Regions from separate parts of the Sus scrofa genome. Here region 2 is linked to region 1. The links are chromatin contacts, called in public promoter capture Hi-C maps. All regions are on one chromosome and are shown on one strand. Each heading gives the region's core, a stretch centred on a gene start, on an enhancer-like site or on the middle of the called end of the contact. The rest is flanking DNA. Distances are from core to core; before and after follow the strand shown.

What was found. Promoter capture Hi-C pulls out the DNA fragments that hold promoters and counts their contacts.
Region 2: a contact with region 1 is called in a promoter capture Hi-C map of liver, with 6 times the contacts expected there. The contact joins the enhancer-like site here to the promoter of RPL37A in region 1. A contact is called at or near these places in 3 of 5 promoter capture datasets (fetal liver, fetal skeletal muscle and liver), 31 of 47 Hi-C or Micro-C datasets (adipocytes, adipose tissue, alveolar macrophages and 17 more) and 2 of 2 datasets of contacts at active chromatin or transcription factors (alveolar macrophages and skeletal muscle).

The regions. Positions count from the first base shown.
Region 1 is chr15:118,700,553-118,705,683 of Sscrofa11.1, forward strand. It overlaps RPL37A (60S ribosomal protein L37a), which reads left to right and starts at 1,646. Exons shown (of 4, transcript XM_021076246.1): 1 at 1,646-1,806; 2 at 2,136-2,264; 3 at 2,840-2,922; 4 at 4,298-4,422. The coding sequence starts at 1,804. The coding sequence ends at 4,361.
Region 2 is chr15:118,849,863-118,855,670 of Sscrofa11.1, forward strand. IGFBP2 (insulin like growth factor binding protein 2) reads left to right here. Exons shown (of 4, transcript NM_214003.1): 4 at 599-1,123. The coding sequence ends at 763. Among named protein-coding and RNA genes, the nearest start is that of IGFBP5, 25 kb to the right of the region's middle. Within about 2 kb of position 2,394, at least 11 of the 83 cell types and tissues checked have an H3K27ac peak or open chromatin away from gene starts, as enhancers often do. A contact at or near this core is called in adipose tissue, fetal liver, liver and 2 more, where this site is marked.

The DNA.
Region 1 (5,131 bases), core at 396-2,895:
TATTTGCTGAACATACCTTTCACTTCCTGACCTTAACTGGTAACCTGGCCCTTCTCTGCTGCTCCTTTTGAGAGAGTTGGAAGGATAGGTAAGAGATGTGGTTAAAGATTGAGATGTTGGGGTTTAAGGTTTCAGGCAGGGATCTGACAGCCCAGGATGGGGCTGTGGGCGAAACTGTCGCCTACCAGATCAGTAAAGGATGTTACAGCCATCAAGCCATCAATCACGGAGTTACCCTCAGCTGTGCATCCAGGGGGGATTCAGGATGGAGAAAAATGGGATGCTGGCCTTAGATAGTTAAGATGCATATCAAAGGAATAATTTTTTTGTTTTTCCATTTTGGGCTGCACCCGAGGCATATGGAGGTTCCCAGGCTAGGGGTTGAATCCAAGCTGTAGCCGTTGGCCTATGCCACAGCCACAGCCACAGCAACGTGGGATCCAAGCCATGTCTGCAACCTGTGTCTGAGACCACAGCTCACAGCAATGCTGGATCCTTAACCCAGTAAGTAAGGCCAGGGATCAAACCTTCGTCCTCATGGATCCTAGTTGGGTTCATTAACCACTGAGCCATGAAAGGAACTTCTCAAAAGAATAATTTTAATAAGCCCAGACTCTTGCATTTTCCCACACATAGAAAAGCGCTAAATTCATTAACCTGACATGTCTTTTTCTTTAACGACCAGTAATTTTTTTTTTTTTTTCATCTTTTGGCTGCCCTGCAGCATATGGAGTTCTCAGGCCAGGTATCAGATCCAAGCCACAGTTGTGACCTATGTTGGGGCTGTGGCAAAACCAGCTCCTTTAACCCACTGTGCTGGGTGGGGGATTGAACCTCTGTCCTGGCACTTCAGAGACACCACCCGATCCCACTGTGCCACAGTGGGAACTTCAACAGTAATATTTTGATGTTCCTACCATTTAGTTTTTGTCGCCAAAATTCCTATAAATCCTGGCTCCTCCTTTATTTCTTGGGAGGAGTCCCTCAGAAATATCTGAGAAGCTGTCTTTCCCACATAAGTCCTCAGAAAGTCCACCAAGTAGAAGATGATTCTCATCTCTTAGGTTGTGCGTACTTCCACCCTCCCATCAGGGCCATGGGATGGATTCTGAAATAGAGCGGCAGGCAAACAGAACTGAGACGGAGGGAGAAGCTGCCAGACGAACCTCGACCGTGACTATTCCTCTCCAGCTTTCTCGTCTCAGCCTTTCTCAGGGAGCCCCAGGCTCTTCCTAGGATAGATGGGACCATCTTCCTTCCTTCAGAGCTCTGATTTCTTTGAAATTATAACTTGTTAAAGAGGTCATATGGCTTCCCCTGGCCGGACTATAACATGTAAGAGTGGAGCTTTGGTTTTTCGCCACCGCTATCCTGGCTTCCTGCACAGGGCTTGCCGCTTTCAGAATGCATTATACAGAAAGCGACGAAATTTGGAGTCGTAAAAGTTAAGCACTTTTCTAAGCCAAGTGCCTGTGAGCAAGTCACTTAAAATATGAAGTGTCTGTAAAATGGAGGAAATCATACTTGGTTTTGCAGAACTTGGTGAGATACGTGTAAAATAATGCCGATGGGAGAAAGTGCCTCTGCTATCCAGTCCGTTGCTGCAATCTGTGAATCAGGGTAAACCTGTCAGAAAGAAGGTCGGCCACATTACCCAGAAGGCACCGGGTGGGAGGAGACCTCCGAACCATAGAGTTCAGTTCCTAGCTGGGCCTCCCAGCCGCCGCTTCCGCTCGTCCGCCTAAAACTGCGCCTGCGCACAACCCTTCTTCCTCTCTGGGCTCGGACCGGGTTTGCGGCAAAATGGTGAGTGTTGGTCCCTGTGAGGCCTAGGTGTCTATCTGCGTGCATCTGCCTTTTTCTTGGTTTCTTCGCGCCGACCCGCCTCTGCTCGCCTGTTCGGTCCTGTGTCCCCGGCCTCCGTGCCTTCGCCGCTCCTCAGACGGAGACTGGGGCGGCTTGGCGAAGGCTGGCGCGTCCGGGCTGGGTTAACCCAGTGCCCTCGGACCTTGGTTTTACCAGGATGTGATGGGCGAGCGGGGAGCAGGCGGGGGCTGGGTGGGTGGAAGGATGGTGTGTGGAGGGTCAGAGTCCTTGTTGCTGGGTTTTTCCCTAACTTTTTTTTTTTTTAACAGGCCAAACGCACCAAGAAGGTTGGAATCGTGGGCAAATACGGGACCCGTTATGGTGCTTCCCTCAGGAAAATGGTGAAGAAAATTGAAATCAGTCAGCACGCCAAGTACACTTGCTCCTTCTGTGGCAAAGTAAGATGGGCTGTGGGCCGGGAAGCGGGGGGCGCGGCGAAGAGGGAGGGAGGGAAGGTTTCCTTCCGGAGTGAGGCTTCTTGAAGGAAGTTTATAGATGGTTTGCTGGTTCTCAGAATTGCACATAATTGGTAACCAGTTGCAAGACGAGAGTATTGTTGATAACTCTGGATTTTGTAAAAACCTTTTTTTCCTGTGACGACAAGTGGGAACTAAAGGGTAAACAGTTGACAGTCCCAGCTTAAGCCAAACCAGTTTTGTGGAACACAGTTCTGTCTGTTTTGTCTACCAGTGTCGGGTAGAGATCTTTGTTTAATGTTTGTATGTTTATTGTGTGCAAAAAATACTGTATTCCGGCAATTCTTGTGTTTTTTTTGGGGGGGGGAGTTGCAGATCTTCCACATCCCTGAAAATATCACCACAGTTTATGCAAATTTTGCAGCAGAAAACTTGAAGTTAGGGGAAAAAAATGGTAAAATACACCAGCTTTAATTCTAGTGTAATTTAGATTCTTAGATTTTTGTGATATAAAAGGCTGTTCTTTGGTCAGAGGGAAAATTGGTTGTCTTTTACAGACCAAGATGAAGAGACGAGCTGTGGGCATCTGGCACTGTGGTTCCTGCATGAAAACGGTAGCTGGTGGTGCCTGGACCTACAAGTGAGTCTTATTTCTTTGTCGTAACTGAAAGTGCGTGGACCATGTCACAATTCCAGGTTTGATGTTGAATGGGCTAGTTTAAACTCTTATTAAACAAAAGAATGCTTTTAAAGTGTGATCACATTACTTTAGAATTTTACATTCATTCATTAGGGTCATCAAGGAATGTTGTACAGGTCTGTTGGGCTGACTGCTGAACACTTAAGGCAGGCTGTTTCTTGTCATATATGTATGGAGGCCATCTGGGCTACCACACCTTTGCCCTTTTAAACAATGTGGTTGGACTTTCTCAGTTTTGTGGCTCTGACAAGGACCAGGTGCTATTGCCTTGTGGACTTTTATGCTGGTTATTGTGTGGACTCCTATGGTTATCCAATTCTGAAAATTCGAGCCACCCCCAAAGACCTCTAGTTGTAGAATTCGTTGCTGACCCTGAAGGCTGAGGTGTTTCACTTCTAGTCAGTGTACAGCTGTCCAGTACTAGTACCTTACATATAGTAAAAGGGATACAGCTAGTGTAGTTGATTTTTTTTTTTTTTTTTTTTTTGTCTTTTTGCTATTTCTTGGGCCGCTCCCGCGGCATGTGGAGGTTCCCAGGCTAGGGGTCGAATTGGAGCTGTAGCCACCAGCCTACACCAGAGCCACAGCAACTTGCGGGATCCGAGCTGTGTCTGCGACCTACACCACAGTTCACGGCAACGCCAGATTGTTAACCCACTGAGCAAGGGCAGGGACCGAACCCGCAACCTCATGGTTCCTAGTCGGATTCATTAACCACTGCACCACGACGGGAACTCCTGAAATTTTTTTAAATTTAAAATTAAAGTAGTGTAAAATAATTGGAAAATGTTGAAATGATAACATGGAGATGTGTGTATATATAGGTAGATAGACACCTTGTGGGGTTTTGAGGACAAAAATGGGGAGTGCGGTGCACTTGATTGTGATGGTAAAATGAATTAGTATTCATATGTCTTCCCTGTGGGGTGGGATGGATGTTTTTCAAATGCTCTTTCTGAATATTGTGGCAAAATGTACTGTCATTTCCAAAACGTGCTTTAGTCTGTTCTACTGCTTTAGACGTCTTCTTGATACTGCTCATTGATGGTACACATCTTATAATTTATTAGTTTCTTCTGACAGTCTGTCCATTCCCTTTTAATGAGTTAGCTTCTTGCAACCATTTCTTCCTGTTAATTTTATGCTCTCCTGTCTGAGAAATCAGATGCATGAGATTGTCTTCACATCCTGAAGACATGACAGTTGATGGATGTAAGATTAAGATTATAATGTAAAACGGAGGCAGGTTTCTTACTTGCCGTTTCACATGTTAACTAGTTGATTATCTTGGAACCAAATTTGTTTTTCTTTCCAGCACCACTTCTGCTGTCACAGTAAAGTCTGCCATCAGAAGACTGAAGGAATTGAAGGACCAGTAGAAGCACCACCAGTGGAAATTTTGCTAGCCTATAATAAATGGGTTAATTTATGTAACAGAACTACTTTGGTTTGTTGACATTCTTATTTGCATTAATTTTGCTTTCTTAAAAAAGACTTGGAAATTAAAATCCTTTTAATTTTCTTATAAAATCATGCTGAGATGGGTTGTCACAATCTATTGGTTTTTTTGGTAGTCAGATGATATATGACATAAGCCTAAGGCTTTCCTTGCCAGTTCGACTTCTTTGAGATACATCACGCTGTGCAAACTTGTTTTAAAATCACAGTCTGTCTATATTTTAAGATATTTTAACATACATTGCCTATTAACCTTTGGTGTTTTGTCTGATTATATACCGATTTCATAGAAGTGTTTGACACAGGTCTTCAGGGATTCCCCAAGTGAGTGGCTAAAATTTTGCATCAGCATAAGGAGTTGAATAAGCATTAGGTGGCTGTGGTGAAGAAGCACTTATTCTGCCAAATTGCCTAGGTAGTTGTGTGGTCTGAGTTACTCCTCAGTATCAGTTTCCTGAACAGTGCTGGTAGTGCAATAGAATATATGAGAGGGGCTGGGATTACTAATGCGGAATCTTATTTGAAGACTTTTGTCTTACTCTGCTTAGGAATCTGGGTGATGAGAGTTTTATGAGCAGTGATGTAATGTTTGTTGCGCTTGAGTATTCTAAACATGGAGTATCATTTAATCCCACAACAACCTTATACAGTATAGGTAATACCCTTATTGAGTCAAGAGAAAGTTACAGAG
Region 2 (5,808 bases), core at 1,144-3,643, 150 kb after region 1:
ACACCATGCCTGGCACATGGTAGGATGTGTGCTAGAGCTGATTTTTTAAAAAACATTTTTCTTTTCTTTTTCTTTTTAGGGCGTACCTGTGGCATATGGAAGTTCCCAGGCTAGGGGTCGAATCAGAGCTGCAGCTGCCCCCCTGCGCCACAGCCACAGCCATGTAAGATCTGAGCTGCATCTGTGACCTACACCACAGCTCACAGCCACACTGGATCCTGAACCCCCTGAGTGAGGCCAGGGATTGAACCTGCATCCTCACGGATACTCGTCAGGGTCTTAACCCATTGAGCCTCAGCAGGAACTCCAGTGCTAGCGATGATTTTACTATCATTTGGGTATATTGCCTCACACTAGGGCTGACCTCCAGTACACTGGTCCCCCACTGGATGGGACCTCCCTGCAGGTGGGGGCTATGTCTTTCCTCCTTGGGGCATCCCCAGCAGCCACGCCACTAACCAGAGCATGGTCCTGGGCCAGCAGCACCAGCATCTCGCTGGAGCTCCTTAGCCCTGCAGAACCGCAAGCACACCCAGACCTGCCGAAGGGCATCTGCATTTCAGTGCGGCCTCCTCCACCTCCACTTCTCTCTCCTCAGTGCAAGATGTCTCTGAATGGGCAGCGTGGGGAGTGCTGGTGCGTGAACCCCAACACCGGGAAGCTGATCCAGGGGGCCCCCACCATCCGGGGGGACCCCGAGTGTCATCTCTTCTACAACGAGCAGCAGGGGGCTCGCGGGGCACACACCCAGCGGATGCAGTAAACCACAGCCAGCCGGTGCCTGGCACCCCCCCACCCCCACCCCTCTTCAAACGCAGGCAGAGCGGGGAGAGTGCTTGCGTGGTGGGTGGGGGAGGATTTTCCAGGAGTTCTGACATGCGTATTTATATTTGGAAAGAGACCAGCACCGAGCTTGGCACCCGTCCCCCCCTCCTTCCCCCCTCCCCAGCTGGAGATGCCCAGCTGGAGATGCCCGCACCCTCCCTCCTGGAATCCCTGCTGGGGAGGGAGGGGGCTGCAGTGGCGGAGCTGGGGTAGAGGTTTGGGAGAGGGGGAAAAAAGAAATTTTTATTTTTGAACCCCTGTGTCTCTTTTGCTTAAGATTAAAGGAAGGACAAATAAAGTGTGTGTCTTTTGGCTGAATCTTTTGGGGTCCCCCTGGGAAGGAGATCCCGAGGTTCAGGGCTCACCAGCCTCGTTTTCTTCAGCTTTCCCCGGACCCTGGGGGAAATGGGAGAGGCAAGAATGGGTTGTCCACTCAACAGGAATGAAATGGGTGGGGCAGGGGGAAGGGCTTATGGAAACGGTAGTATTTCAATTCCAGAGTAGTATTTCAATTCATGAATAGACTGGAATTTGCTTATCCATTCAACAACTGATAGGCACTTTCGATGTTTCCAGTTTGGGACTATTAAAAATAAATCCACAAAAAAAAAAAAAAAAAAAAAAAAGAGAACAAAGGAACTCCAAGTCCTAAACCCAGGAGGAAACTTCTAGCACAACCCCAGGAATCTGGGGACTCCCAGCTAGGGCTCTGGCCAGTCCTGCCCCTGGGTGGGCCTTGGGGAAGCAGGGGTGGGGCTGGTATTTCTTCCTTTTTCAATTCCCATGACACTGCTGCAAGAGGAAGGGAACCCAGAAACAGTGAAATTGGGGTCCTCTGGCCCCTGAAACCATGGAGTGCTCCCTCTCCAGTTGTGTGGGAGGAGACCTTCACTCAGCCCCCCAGAAAAGGGAGTGGGGCTGTTGGGGGCCAGTGTATTCACAACAGTGTGACCTCTGAGAATCCAGGCCTGCTTGCTGAGGGGCCCGAGGAGCTGTCCAAGACTCGGGGGCACAGAAGTGGGTCCTATGTCTGAAGCCAAATCCTGTGTGAGAGCTCTGCTGCTTGGTTCTGTTGGCCCCTCCAGTCCTGGCAAATTCCAGGGGGCTCCCCCCTTGGCAGGGGACCATGAGGGAAGGAGCGCTCCCCCTTGTCTGTGGAGCCTGATCCTTCCCATCCTGGAGGAGGGGACCAGAGGCAGCTTTGCTTGGTTCCCCTCCCTCCTGACCTTCCATCTAGCAACTCAGGAGAGGCAGAGGGACACCTGGGGCCCATCCCAGGGGTGGGATGAGCTTCATTCCTCCTTGGAGAAGAAAAACAAGTCCCCTAAAGCAGACAGACTCCCCCCTTCCCCGCCCCCAGCCAGAGCAGCTAGGCTGCACCATCACCTGGTGTCTGGCCACCCCTGAAGCACTTTATTCATTAATCGTTGTGAACCCACAAATGAGGCACTAGTATTAGCTCTATTTCATGGATGAGGAAAAGGCCCCCCCAAGTGCCCTGACCTCCACCACCCAGGGCTGGGACCCCAAACTCCAGAGCCTTGATGCTGCTCAGCCCTGAGTTATACTGCCCCCTGTGGGCAAAAGCTGGAGGATGCTCAGAGAGAGCCTGGAGGGCTTTGGGCACTGGCTGGATCTGTGCCCTGTGGGTCAGCAGTCCCTTTGTGGATTTCCTTTCGTCCACTGGTGGGTGCTCCCGCCACTGTCCCCTCAGCTGTAGCTGGCAGCCGATGGCTGCTGTCCTGGGTGGGGCAGACATGCTGGCTCTTCCAGCAAAGGCAGCGATTTTTCAACCTGGCTGACATTTATATCAACTGGGGCACTGAAAGAAATACTCCTGCTGCTGCCCACCATCAGAAATTCTGACCTGGGAGTTCCTGTCGTGGCTCAGTGGTTAATGAACCCGATTAGTATGCATGAGGATTCAGGTTCGATCCCTGGCCTCGCTCAGTAGGTTAAGGATCCGGCATTGTCGTGAGCTGTAGTGTAGGCTACAGATGCGGCTCGGATCCCGTGTTGCTGTGGCTGTGGTGTAGGTCAGCAGCTGTAGCTCTGATTCAGCACCTAGACTGGGAACTTCCGTATGCCGCAGGTGCGGCCCTAAAAAAGGCAAAAAAAAAAGAGAGAGAGAGAGAGAGAAAGAAAAAGAAATTCTGACCTGAGGGTTCTGGAGCAGAGCACAGGCAAGTCGTTCTACGTATGTATGTATTTATTTAGGTTCCAACGCAGAGCCAGGGAGGAGGCAAGGAGCATGCTGGACACCTGGGTTTGAATCCTATCCCACCAACTTATGATTCCACTGCCCTGGAGCTATGTTACTCACCTTCTCTGAGCTTCAGTTTTCCTCATCTGTTAAATGGGATGGTTTCAGCCTCAGTAGGGTTGATATTTGCTATGACCCAGCTGATAACAGGGTGGTATCAGTGTAAGACAATGGATGTGAATGTGCTTTGAGAACTATAGGAATGTATAAGGTGAATGTTTATCATGGGGCCATTGCTGGGATCAGCCTATGCCAGCCCCCACGCCCCAAAGTTGCCAACACACATGGGTCCTTTCTGTATTATATTTCCAGCGTACTCTTGAGGATGCCTCAATCTCCCTGCCATTTCCATTATTACCATGTTACCTCCTTGTACCCTAAACCCAAGGATTTTGCAAGTATGTGAGCAGCCCTTCGGCTGTGGCTCCAAGAGACAGGAACCACACTGACCGACGCATAGTATGACCTAGAAACTTTTTCTGAGGTCAATTGCTAATTGCACTTATATGGGAAGATGGTCGGGCAGGATCTCTACAATATCAAGCCAATAGTTTACCTTCTGGAACTCACTTCCTCTTTAAATGTTAGAGGGACAGTTGACAAACACTGGTGCTATACTGCCACCGTGTGGTAACACAGGAAACTGCAAGAGTCATTTGTTTAAGTGGTGGTCCCAAGAGTCCGGAATGAGTCAATTACGGATGTTTGTTGAATTTTAGAACCACAGGACCGATCCTAGACTGCCTGTTTTTACACCCTCTGAATCTGGAGAATCACCATTGTAGTGACTGCATCTTTCAGATGTGTGTGGAATACTAGCTACATAAGACGGGGTGGTTGAAAGCAAGCGCTTGGAAGTAAGGCAGTCTTGGAAGAGAATTCGGACTCTACTACTTACAACTTATGTGACTTTGGACACTTTTCTAACTCTGAACCTCATTCGTTTCATCTTTAAATACTGAGATGTTTTCTCTCTCCAAGAATGGCTTTGAGACTAGAAAACCATTTCTGTCATATAATAAATGCTCCCTGCATGCAATGAGTACTGTGTCCTAAGCTCAGTGTTAGGGTTTAAGGACATGGAGATGAAAAAGATGAAAAAGCCCTGTCCTGAAAGGGCTGATATTCTAGTGGAGGGAACCAGGCACTTGATGACTGTGGGTGTGGTGGAGGTGTGCCCAACGCAATTAGGAGGGACATCTGTGTTTCAGAGGGGTGCAAAGGCAGAGTTGTGAGGAGGGAGTAGGAATTTGGGGGAAAGGAGTGGTATGTGTGTGAGTGTGTGCATGTGTGTGTGGTGGCGCTCAGGCAGAGGAACCAGCATGAGCTATACAGTGAACAGGGAGAGCTTCCCATGTTTGAGGCTACCTGTGGTGGTGGGAGATGCAGGCGGAAGGGCCCACCAGGAAGGACCTTGGTGTCTTGCTGAAAGATTTCAATTTTGGACCCAAAGCTCTCAAGAGTCAAGGAAGGGATTTAGGCAGAGGGTGGGCAGGACTGAGTCTGTGTTTTTGAAAGTGAACTCTGACTGTGACGTCTCACTTGGAGGACATGGGAGGGGGTAGAACATCCCAGCAGGAGGAAATGGCAGTGATCCAGGTGAGAAGTGAGCATGGCCTGAACCAGGTAAGGAAGATGGAGAGAAGGGACAGATGGGAGAGCTGTCAATGAGGTGGCTGGTTCCTGTCATTGGGGACTTATTAGATGTTGGGGTACAGGAGGGTCTGGTGTGGGCAGCTGGGCAGATGATGCTGCCATTCTCTGAGACAGCAAACAGTGGAGGGAGGTGGGGGAGGAGAAGGAGAGGGGGTGTGAAGGGGGGTCGTTTAGGAGGGAAGATGATGAGTTCAAATCTTGTTCTTGGTTTTGAACTTGTGGTTTGGGATAGAAGATAGAACAAGACAGGCAAAGTACCTGAGTTTAGTCTGGACAGGTTGAACTTGAGTTGCTGGGAGGTGGGAGTGGTGGGGTGGACTTTGGATAGAGGAGATATCCTTGACTCTCCCTCATCCTCATCCAGACGTCTATCCCATGAACAAGTTCCATGGGCTCTAAATACAAGATACTTTCCTATCCATCCCTCTTTCTCCCTCTCCTCTGTTGGCTCTACAGCAGGAGAGGGGGGCAGGGGATGGAGGAGATGGAGGAGCATCGGCAGGGGAGAGTGAAGGAAGGGGGCCACCCCTGGGAAGCAGAGGAAGACTGACTGGGGGATGGGTGCGGGGGAGAACATGGCAATAGCTTTGTGTCTGACTCTGGAGGGATGGCGATGAGAAGATGCACGTTCTCCTTGGTGGGTCTTGGCTTTCTCTGCAAGAAGACGGTGTGTAGAGAAGCACAACAGGGTGTTGTAGACAAGAGGGGAATGAAGAGCTTCCCCAGGTGGGATTTGAAGTTGGGAACTCTGTGGTGGTGTCAGTCCGCACGATGAGGGGACTTTCTCCAGCAGGGCTCAGGGGCCCATGCAGGAGTGACAAGGGGAGGTCTATTCAGGGCCAAGGGGCTTCAGGCCAGGCAAGACCCAGACAGCAGAAGGAGCCGTGGGCTCTGGGCTCCCCAGGGAAGGAAGTGGAGCCAGGGAGGGGAGACGAGTCCAAAAACAGAATGGAGAGGATAGAAGGCCATCGTTCTCCACAAGGTAAATATCACAGTGCCCTCGCCCCATTTCTCTCACTGTGACAGCCGATTGCAATTGGAAGGGGACGGGGAAATCTTTGGAT